2 separate regions of the Zea mays genome follow, and region 1 is linked to region 2. A link is a contact called in public Hi-C data. All regions are on one chromosome and are shown on one strand. Each heading gives the region's core, a stretch centred on a gene start, on an enhancer-like site or on the middle of the called end of the contact. The rest is flanking DNA. Distances are from core to core; before and after follow the strand shown. Region 1 has its middle 6.2 kb from the start of TRNAD-GUC. Region 2 holds the start of LOC100286104 (39S ribosomal protein L12).

What was found. A called contact is a pair of places that touch in the nucleus more often than the background predicts.
Region 1: a contact with region 2 is called in a Hi-C map of leaf, with 6 times the contacts expected there. The contact joins the enhancer-like site here to the promoter of LOC100286104 in region 2. A contact is called at or near these places in 4 of 25 Hi-C or Micro-C datasets (ear, leaf, leaf mesophyll and 1 more).

Annotation. Positions count from the first base shown.
Region 1 is chr8:67,659,118-67,663,140 of Zm-B73-REFERENCE-NAM-5.0, forward strand. No RefSeq gene overlaps it. Among protein-coding and RNA genes, the nearest start is that of TRNAD-GUC, 6.2 kb to the right of the region's middle. Within about 2 kb of position 1,389, at least 13 of the 20 cell types and tissues checked have an H3K27ac peak or open chromatin away from gene starts, as enhancers often do. A contact at or near this core is called in ear, leaf, leaf mesophyll and 1 more, where this site is marked.
Region 2 is chr8:67,398,526-67,402,546 of Zm-B73-REFERENCE-NAM-5.0, forward strand. LOC100286104 (39S ribosomal protein L12) reads right to left here and starts at 2,717. Exons shown (of 1, transcript NM_001158992.2): 1 at 1,787-2,717. The coding sequence starts at 2,699. The coding sequence ends at 2,118. It overlaps LOC100383916 (Rab5-interacting family protein), which reads right to left. Exons shown (of 4, transcript NM_001355672.1): 2 at 3,783-3,978; 3 at 3,676-3,695; 4 at 2,908-3,256. The coding sequence ends at 3,226.

The DNA of each region.
Region 1 (4,023 bases), core at 139-2,638, 260 kb after region 2:
CGGTTGAGTGCCCAATGATTGGCCTTATTTTACTCCCCGGCTGGCCGTTGCCCCCACGTTCTCGCGCCCCCATCGGCCAGCCATCCCCATCCCATGCTCCCTCCCCATCCGTTCCGGCCCTCGCGCCTTTTTTCTTTCCTCGTCCGCCGCCGCCGGTGCGTTCGCCGATTCGATTCCAGCGCCGCGCGCGCGGCCCCCGCCTTTTCTTTATCCCGGGAAGGAGAAAAAGCACACACCAGCACGTCACGTTGTTGCCTGCCACGCGCGGACGGACCGAGATTTTCCGAGAGACGGACGAGACGAGAATGGATCGAGCCGCAAACAACGCATGCATGCAGCCAAAAGCGCGTTACGTTACGTTACGTGCTCCTGACGTATGTCGAGGCGTGGAACGACAGGAGCATGCAAAAGCACTGCATGTTCGCATCGCACGCGGCTGACTGCTCGTTCGTCGCGGCGCGTGCCTACGTCGTACGTGGGTGGTGGTGGTCGACGTCGGCGGCCCCCACCGCCGATCGGAGCTAAGAACAGCTGACAGCCACGCCGCCGCGTCATGGAAAGGCGACGGCCGAGGACGGACGTTGCTTGCGCTGGCCGCGGGCGTGGCAGACATGTATGATGGACACCTTTCAGTACACAGATTTTGCCGATCATGAGTTCAGCAACACAAAAGCCTCTCGATCGATAATCTATATACCTTATCTGCTAGGTTGTTTTCCACGCTCAAAGATCTCCAACTCTCGAAGCAACAACAGGTCCACAGCCTCTTCGCGTGCACATATACATTCCCGGCCGGCACCAAACGGAGAGAAGAAGAAGAATGAGAAAAAAAAAAGGAAGCCTCCCCTTTTGTTTTTCTGATGGTCGGTCGCTAGCTGAAAAACCACGCTCTTTTCCCACCGTACCTCCCCGTCCGTCATGCGAGAGCATGCTAAGAGCAACTCCAATAGTTATGTAAATTTTAGGTCTCTAAATCATAGATTTAAGAAGTTGCTAAATGATTTTGAAGTAAAAAAATGTGAGTTCTCCAATAGTTTTTTAAATATAAGTTGTAATTTTGTTTTGTATTTATCCACATAAAAAATAAGTCACAAAAACTATATAATGCAGTCAACATTTTTGTTTAGAGAGTTGTTAAATGGTTGCCAAATGTAGAGAGAAAATGAGGTTAGATGACAAATTGTTAAATTTAGAAAGTTCGTTTAGAGAACTGTTGGGGAATAGTTTTTATGTTAACTACCTAAATTATTGATTTAAGAAGTCTTTTAGAGAACTACTGGAGTTGCTCTAATGCATGCATGCAGCATGCATCCTAAAGTCGATCACCTACCCGGCCGGAATACAAGAGGACGCACACAAACACGTCCGCAGCCTCAGTGGCCAGCAGGCAGCAGCAGCCCAGACGCACTAACAGCAGGCAGCAGCCTTCAGAGTCCGAGAAGAGTGTGCAGTGTGAGAGAGAATCTATCAAACTTGACCACCAGCGGAAATAAAGCCCTTTGTCCAGTCAGTGATAGGGACTGCTCTTTTCAGTCCTGCGCGCGGCCGGGCTTATGTAATATAATATGGTCCATGCATATATGCGATGCAACATAATCTATATGGATGCAAGCATACCCAGGAGTGGATATCTCAGGCTCGAAACGACGCTAGCCACGCATGTTTATCCATGCATTGCTGGAGGGTGTGTCTGATCGAGACGCACCAATAATCCATGCAATGGTATCTTCAACACGATCCATGCTTCGCTGCTAAAGCATTATGCATGCATGCATGCCCGATTGTCCACGCACGCTGAACACCCTGCCCACTGCCCTAGTCTCAGCCACGGCCTCGCACACAGGGCACACTGGGCACAGGCCTTGAGTTCCTTCCTTCGTCCTCTTCTTTCCGAAGCAAGTAGCGGTGACTGCGAGCTGTGTCTGTGTGGGATCATGGCTTTAAATTTGTCCGCCGCGCAGGAGGAGAGACGAGCCCATTGTTTCGCGCCTCTCGAGACCTGCAAAGAAGCCATACACTAGTACACTGCACACACACCAATGCAACCATCCATCCATTTTCCATAATTCGATCGAGGCGTCTGCGTCGTCTCCCTACTCTCTCCTTCCTTATTCTGCGTGCCGGTGTCGTCGTCCTCTCCTCCACGGACGGCATACAGTGGGGCGCCATTTCGCGTGAAAGTCATCAAAACTGCCTGTAAATTAACAAAAAAAAAAACTCCCACCCTTCTCTCCTACCATGGTGAGAATCCTATTCTTCTACGCCACACACACAACACACCAGTGTGGCGCTTTTGGGGGGAATCATTAACAATGCAAAGCAAGGATAACAAAGTTGCATAACACTGGGACCGTACTGCCGGCCGTTTCCTCTGACAATGGTCACACGCGTGCGTGCTGCTGCCTCTACTTTGCATGCTCGGAATGGCTAGAGAGAGAGAGAGAGAGGAGGAGGAGGAGGAGGAGGAGGAGGAGGAGGAGGAGGAGGAGGAGGAAGAAGAAGGAAGGAAGGAACTGACTGAAGCTTCCACGGCGAGCTGCATAGTGTCACGCACATGGGAAAAACTAAGTGCGGTTAAGTTGGTGCCTAACCGCACCCCGGCCCTTTAACAAACCCTAACCCCTACTACTAATTATTTCGAGAGATAGAAGCTACAGCACTGACGAGCCAATGCATGCATTTTCCTTAACCAAGTGATGAGCCACAAACAAGCAACAGTCGTATTTACATTTTTTTTCCTTTCCCATCTCTCACATTACATTTTATGCCTTGTTCGGTTGCATATGTATAAAGATAGGATTGAGGAGATTAAATATTCTTTTATTCACTTTTGGAATAGCAAGAAAATTTAATTCTTTCTATTAAGTTGAATGCACACACAATTCAATCCAAAAGCTTGAACTTATAGGTGAAGTTGGACAGTTCACATATATTATATTATAGCACTCACCTCGAGCCTCTCTTCAGTCTTAGACGTGGAATAGGAGCGAGCAACAATTATTTTATTTAATTGCGCTAGCCAGGATTTGAACTCAAGACATCTAGCTCCGATACCATATTAAGTTGCATACACCGATCAATTCAACCCAAAAGTTGAAGTTTATAAGTGAAGTTTCATAATTCACTTATATTATATTCAAACACTTCCAGCCCTATTGAGTCCTCCCTAACCGAACAAGCTCTTAATACATACAACTAAAAACTAGTTGTAGTAGTAATCCAAACCGGTAAAAAAACGTAGAATTTGAAGACTGTATCTCCATCCATCATCCGGCAATTTAGTACTGGTACTCTTCAGCCAGCAAGGTTCAGTAGCATATAGATAGATGCCCAACAATCTAGCCTTCTCAAATCCATGCATTCTTTTGGACCAGCGGCGCGGTTTGATAATCATAGGAACTTTTCTGTCCGCCATTATTACCGTTTCCTCATTCTTCAATCATTTCGATCGTGGCAGCCGCGCGAGGACAGAAAAAAGTATATTTCCCTTCAGCACTGGCAAAGCAAAGCAAAGAGAAGAGAAGAGGAGGTGGTGGTGGTGGCACCGTGGCAGCAGCAGCAGCTCGAGTGCTCGACAAGGCAGTCAAAGAGAAAGCCCATTCCACCCGTTTCCGCTGTCCTCCTCCCTCCATTCCAAATTCCATTCCATGTAAGGTTCATTTCTCCCTGCACCACCAACAACAGGCGCACACATGCATGCCGCATGGCCGCATGGGCCAGCGCTCTTCAGTAGCATGCTTTGCATTGCTGCCTTGCTGGTGCTGGCTTCTGCTCAGCGCTCTCCTTCCTCTCCTCCTGCACTGCACTGCACTGCACACACACACAGCAGTACAGCACGGTCCCATATCTATTCTCTTGTTTACCGCCCCCAACACGCCTCGAAAGCCGTGCAAGTGCGTTTTGCGTTCCTCCACAAACATGCTTCCCATTGTCCATGCTTCCACAAGGCTCCCCCTCAAGCTGCCATTGTTAAACCCATCGTTTTCCTTCCTTCCCCTCTCTGCCCTTGCAGCAGCCATGTGA
Region 2 (4,021 bases), core at 1,467-3,966:
GAATTGAAGAACTAACCTTAGGCAGAAAAGTTAGGCAAAGTGTGGCAATTGAGGCTGCGATCCAAACATGCCCTTATAGCCCCAACCACCAATATAGCCGTTGGTGAGGGCTTCTGTCGTATGGCGCACCGGACAATCCGGTGCGCCACCGAACACTGTCTGGTGCGCCAGCCACGTCACCCAGCCGTTGGGTTCCGACCGTTGGAGCTCTGACATGTGGGGCCACCGGACAGGCGGACAGTCCGGTGGTGCACCGGACAGTCACTATTCATTGTCCGGTGCGCCTTCTGTGCCTGCTCTGACTTCTGCGCGCGCAGTCGTGCACTGTTGATCACTGTTCACTTTTTGCAGACGACCGTTGGCGCTGTTAGCCGTTACTCCGCTTGGCACACCGGACAGTCCGGTGCTACACCGGACAGTCCGGTGAATTATGGCGGAGTGGCTTCCCAAATTCCCGAAGGTGGCAAGTTTGGAGTGAATCTCCCTGGTGCACCGGACACTGTCCGGAGGCACACCGGACAGTCCGGTGCGCCAGACCAGGGCAGCCTTCGGTTGTCTTTTGCTCTTTTTATTTGAACCCTTTCTTGGACTTTTTATTGGTTTGTGTTGAACCTTTGGCACCTGTAGAACTTATAATCTAGAGCAAACTAGTAAGTCCAATTTTTTGTGTTGGACAATTCAACCACCAAAATCATTTAGGAAAAGGTGTAAGTCTATTTCCCTTTCACAGAGGGCACGCCGAGTGACCACTATCGACATGACCGCAACTCCCTAAATACAGCCCAGACGCGTCCCCACTACCTCGAGGGGCCGGACGATCCTGTTCATAAAGGACAACAGCACAAGAGCTTTTACAGTGACCCGAATACCGGGTAGTGCGCAACAGATACACCATACATGGTGTACGCCTACGCACACCAATGACTGACACAGGCCCATGACGACATGCAAGACCGCACGACGCACGATTGACCTGCGGGACCCCCGCACACTACCACAAGGGTGTCAGCGGGAGACCAGCTATAGGGACCCATACAACGAGCGGACAAGATAGTATGCTATGATGAGAGTACGGCTACGCACGACCCTACGAACCACGCCACCCAAGGGCCACCGACCGAGCTCCCTCCAGTAGAATACAAGTCATCGTTGTAAAGTCCGACCCTTGAACTATAAAAGGGAAAGACCACCTCAACAATACAATGATCGGCACTACACTGAATTAGGGCGCAAGCCTGAACAAGTATAACCCACCTTCTCAAATCCACCGTTTGAGTCTCGGTGGCTCACCATTCGAAGTAAGTCCGCGCTAGCTTTCCCTCCCAACACAAATTTTACTGCTCCCTAGTTCTCGAAACCAGGGCACATTTGCCAATCAGAAATCCAGAAGTAGAACTACACATACTGTAATACTCAACTGTGCATGCTTTTTATCTGAATCTTGAAAATAATTTATTCCTGTTTCCTGTTAGTGAAGGCTATTCCTCAAGAGACTAAGAGGAAACACATGATGGCATGGATAGTTTTAGACCGTTGACCCTTAAAATTTCAGTCAATAAACAGTGACGAGCAGAGCAGCATGAACCCTGCCAATAGAGAAGCCCATGGAAACAGTACGTAAATTCAAGAAAGCAGGATAATGTTATCCATATGGGCGACTTTGTCCAAAACAGCATACTCTTATGAACAGATACATATCTTTTTTTTCCACGCGTCTCCATGTACATGATGTCTAGATACACAGTAGAAGTTATGTATTTAGAAAAGCCCAAACAACTTACAATTTGGAAATGAAGTAACTCATTTTTACTTTGTAATTCAAAGGTCACAAAATCTTCATAGCAAATAACAATATAATAGTCCATTTCCATCCCAAAGCCCCACAACTAATGTCACATCCGACAACATAATGATGAGTGATTGATCATTGATACAATACTCTACAAGTTCATTTGATTAACGCGCTTGAAAACCTATTTGTGCAATGCCACATCAATTCTCCACAAGTTCATAGAGGAGAATTCTCCACAAGCCACTCATCCATCCTTGCACTTAAAAGTTGATCCGAAACGAAGCATAAATTTGCAGGACCTCACCACTGAAAAGGCTTGTTCTAATCAGTCAATAATGACCTTGGCGCCAACTGCCTTCATTCGCTCGACAATCGCCTGAGCCTCCTCCTTGGATAGGCCTCCCTTGATCACCGCAGGCGCCTTCTCCACCAGCTCCTTGGCCTCCTTCAGCCCCAGGTCAGTGAATGACCGGATCTCCTTGATCACCTTGATCTTGCTCGCAGCATCGTAGGCCTCCAGCCGCAGCTCGAAGACCGTCTTCTCAGCTGCCGCCGCCGCCTTCTCACCCGCCGCGCCGGCCGTGGCGCCACCGCCGCCCAGCCCCGTGGCGGAGTTGAGGATGGCGATGGGTGGCGCGGAGGGGATGTCGAGGCGGCGGAGGAGGAGAGAGGACAGAGAAGCAGTCTCCGCGAGGGTGAGAGAGGAGACCTCCTCGACGAGGCGCCACACGCGGTCGGACGGCGGCGGGCGGGACGGGGAGGACGGGTCGAAGGTGGAGGGGTCGTAGTCGGTGGGGAGCTTGCGGACGTCGATGAGCTCCTCGGCAGCAGCGGTGGAGAATGCGGCGGAAAGGCGAGGGCGGCGAAGGAAGAGGCCGTAGCCGGAGCGGAGCAAGGAGGAGGCCATGGCGACGAGGCTAGGGTTCTGGCTGCGGGATGCAGCATGGGAGAGGAAGATGCGTTTGGAAGTTTGGATCTGGGCTTAGGCCCGTGTATAAAATTTCGGCCTGATAAGAAGAGATGGGTTCAGTTAGCAGTGCTGAAGCTTCTTAGATCACGGACGCATTTTGATTTGGAAATAACATGGGTAGTTCCTCCAAAAGACGCACATGGCTAGTTAACAGTGACTCGATCAGTTGAAGCATTGAGAAGTGTGTACATCAATCGAAGTGCCAGAAAACTCGAGGGTACAAAACATTGTGCCAGAAAACATCAAAGTTCATATCCATCACTTGAAATGAAAAATTGCAACTGCTACGGATCATCCAAGGAAATGCAAAGTTCATGAGCTTTGCTTAGGTCTACACCGATATAGTCTCACTACAGACTATATCAATTACCAATACAAAAATTGAGTGTACAAAAAGCCAATTGGGAATGTTCATCGTCGACGATTCCGTGTTTCCTCCGGAGTGTAGCTCTTTCTATGTCCGTCAGAAGATGTGAACAATGTCATAAGCAAATCTATATACGTCGTCAAGGATGAACTCATGCAGAAACGGACCAACACTGAAAACAGATGAATATAGATAGGAAAGACGCATAAACATGTTTTGAGTTTAGAAAAAAATAAACTGCTTTGCTGGTTCACTGATTGTTTTCTATGATTGTCTAAAATGTTGAATTTTTATTTATATTCCACAATGACAAAATATATGGCAGCAGTAAACACAAATCTGAAATATTCGTTGGTAGGCGTTCAGTCCCTCGATAATAGCAGCATGTTACCCAATCTACAACCAGTGGAGTATGAACATGTTGGTTTACCATCCCAGCCGGTTGCAATCTTCAGCCTATCTAATCAAATAATCTATATAAGCACAAGAAGAACAGAAATAAAGTATGAATAGTACTGTTTTTAAATTGTCAACGAAAAAGGATACGTCCAAAACAGCACGAATGACTGCAAAAGGAAATTGCACTGTATTAGGACATCATTAAACAACACGACAAGCAACAAAATATGACATGGCAGTAAACAAGGGCTTACCATCAGGCCACCAAAAACTCCTTCAATTGAAATCCTGGTCCAACTATCGAAGTACGCCTGGACTGAAAACTTTGACTTCGCTAAGAGCCCAATAGATGCAACCATCATTATCAGAAAGTAGAAGACAAACCCCATCAAGCCTGTGAATCCCCAGATTCCAGCAACAACTCCACCAATGATTGACAAGAATGTTCGACTGTAACATGCAAATACCTCATGTTTAGGAATTAGGATAAACC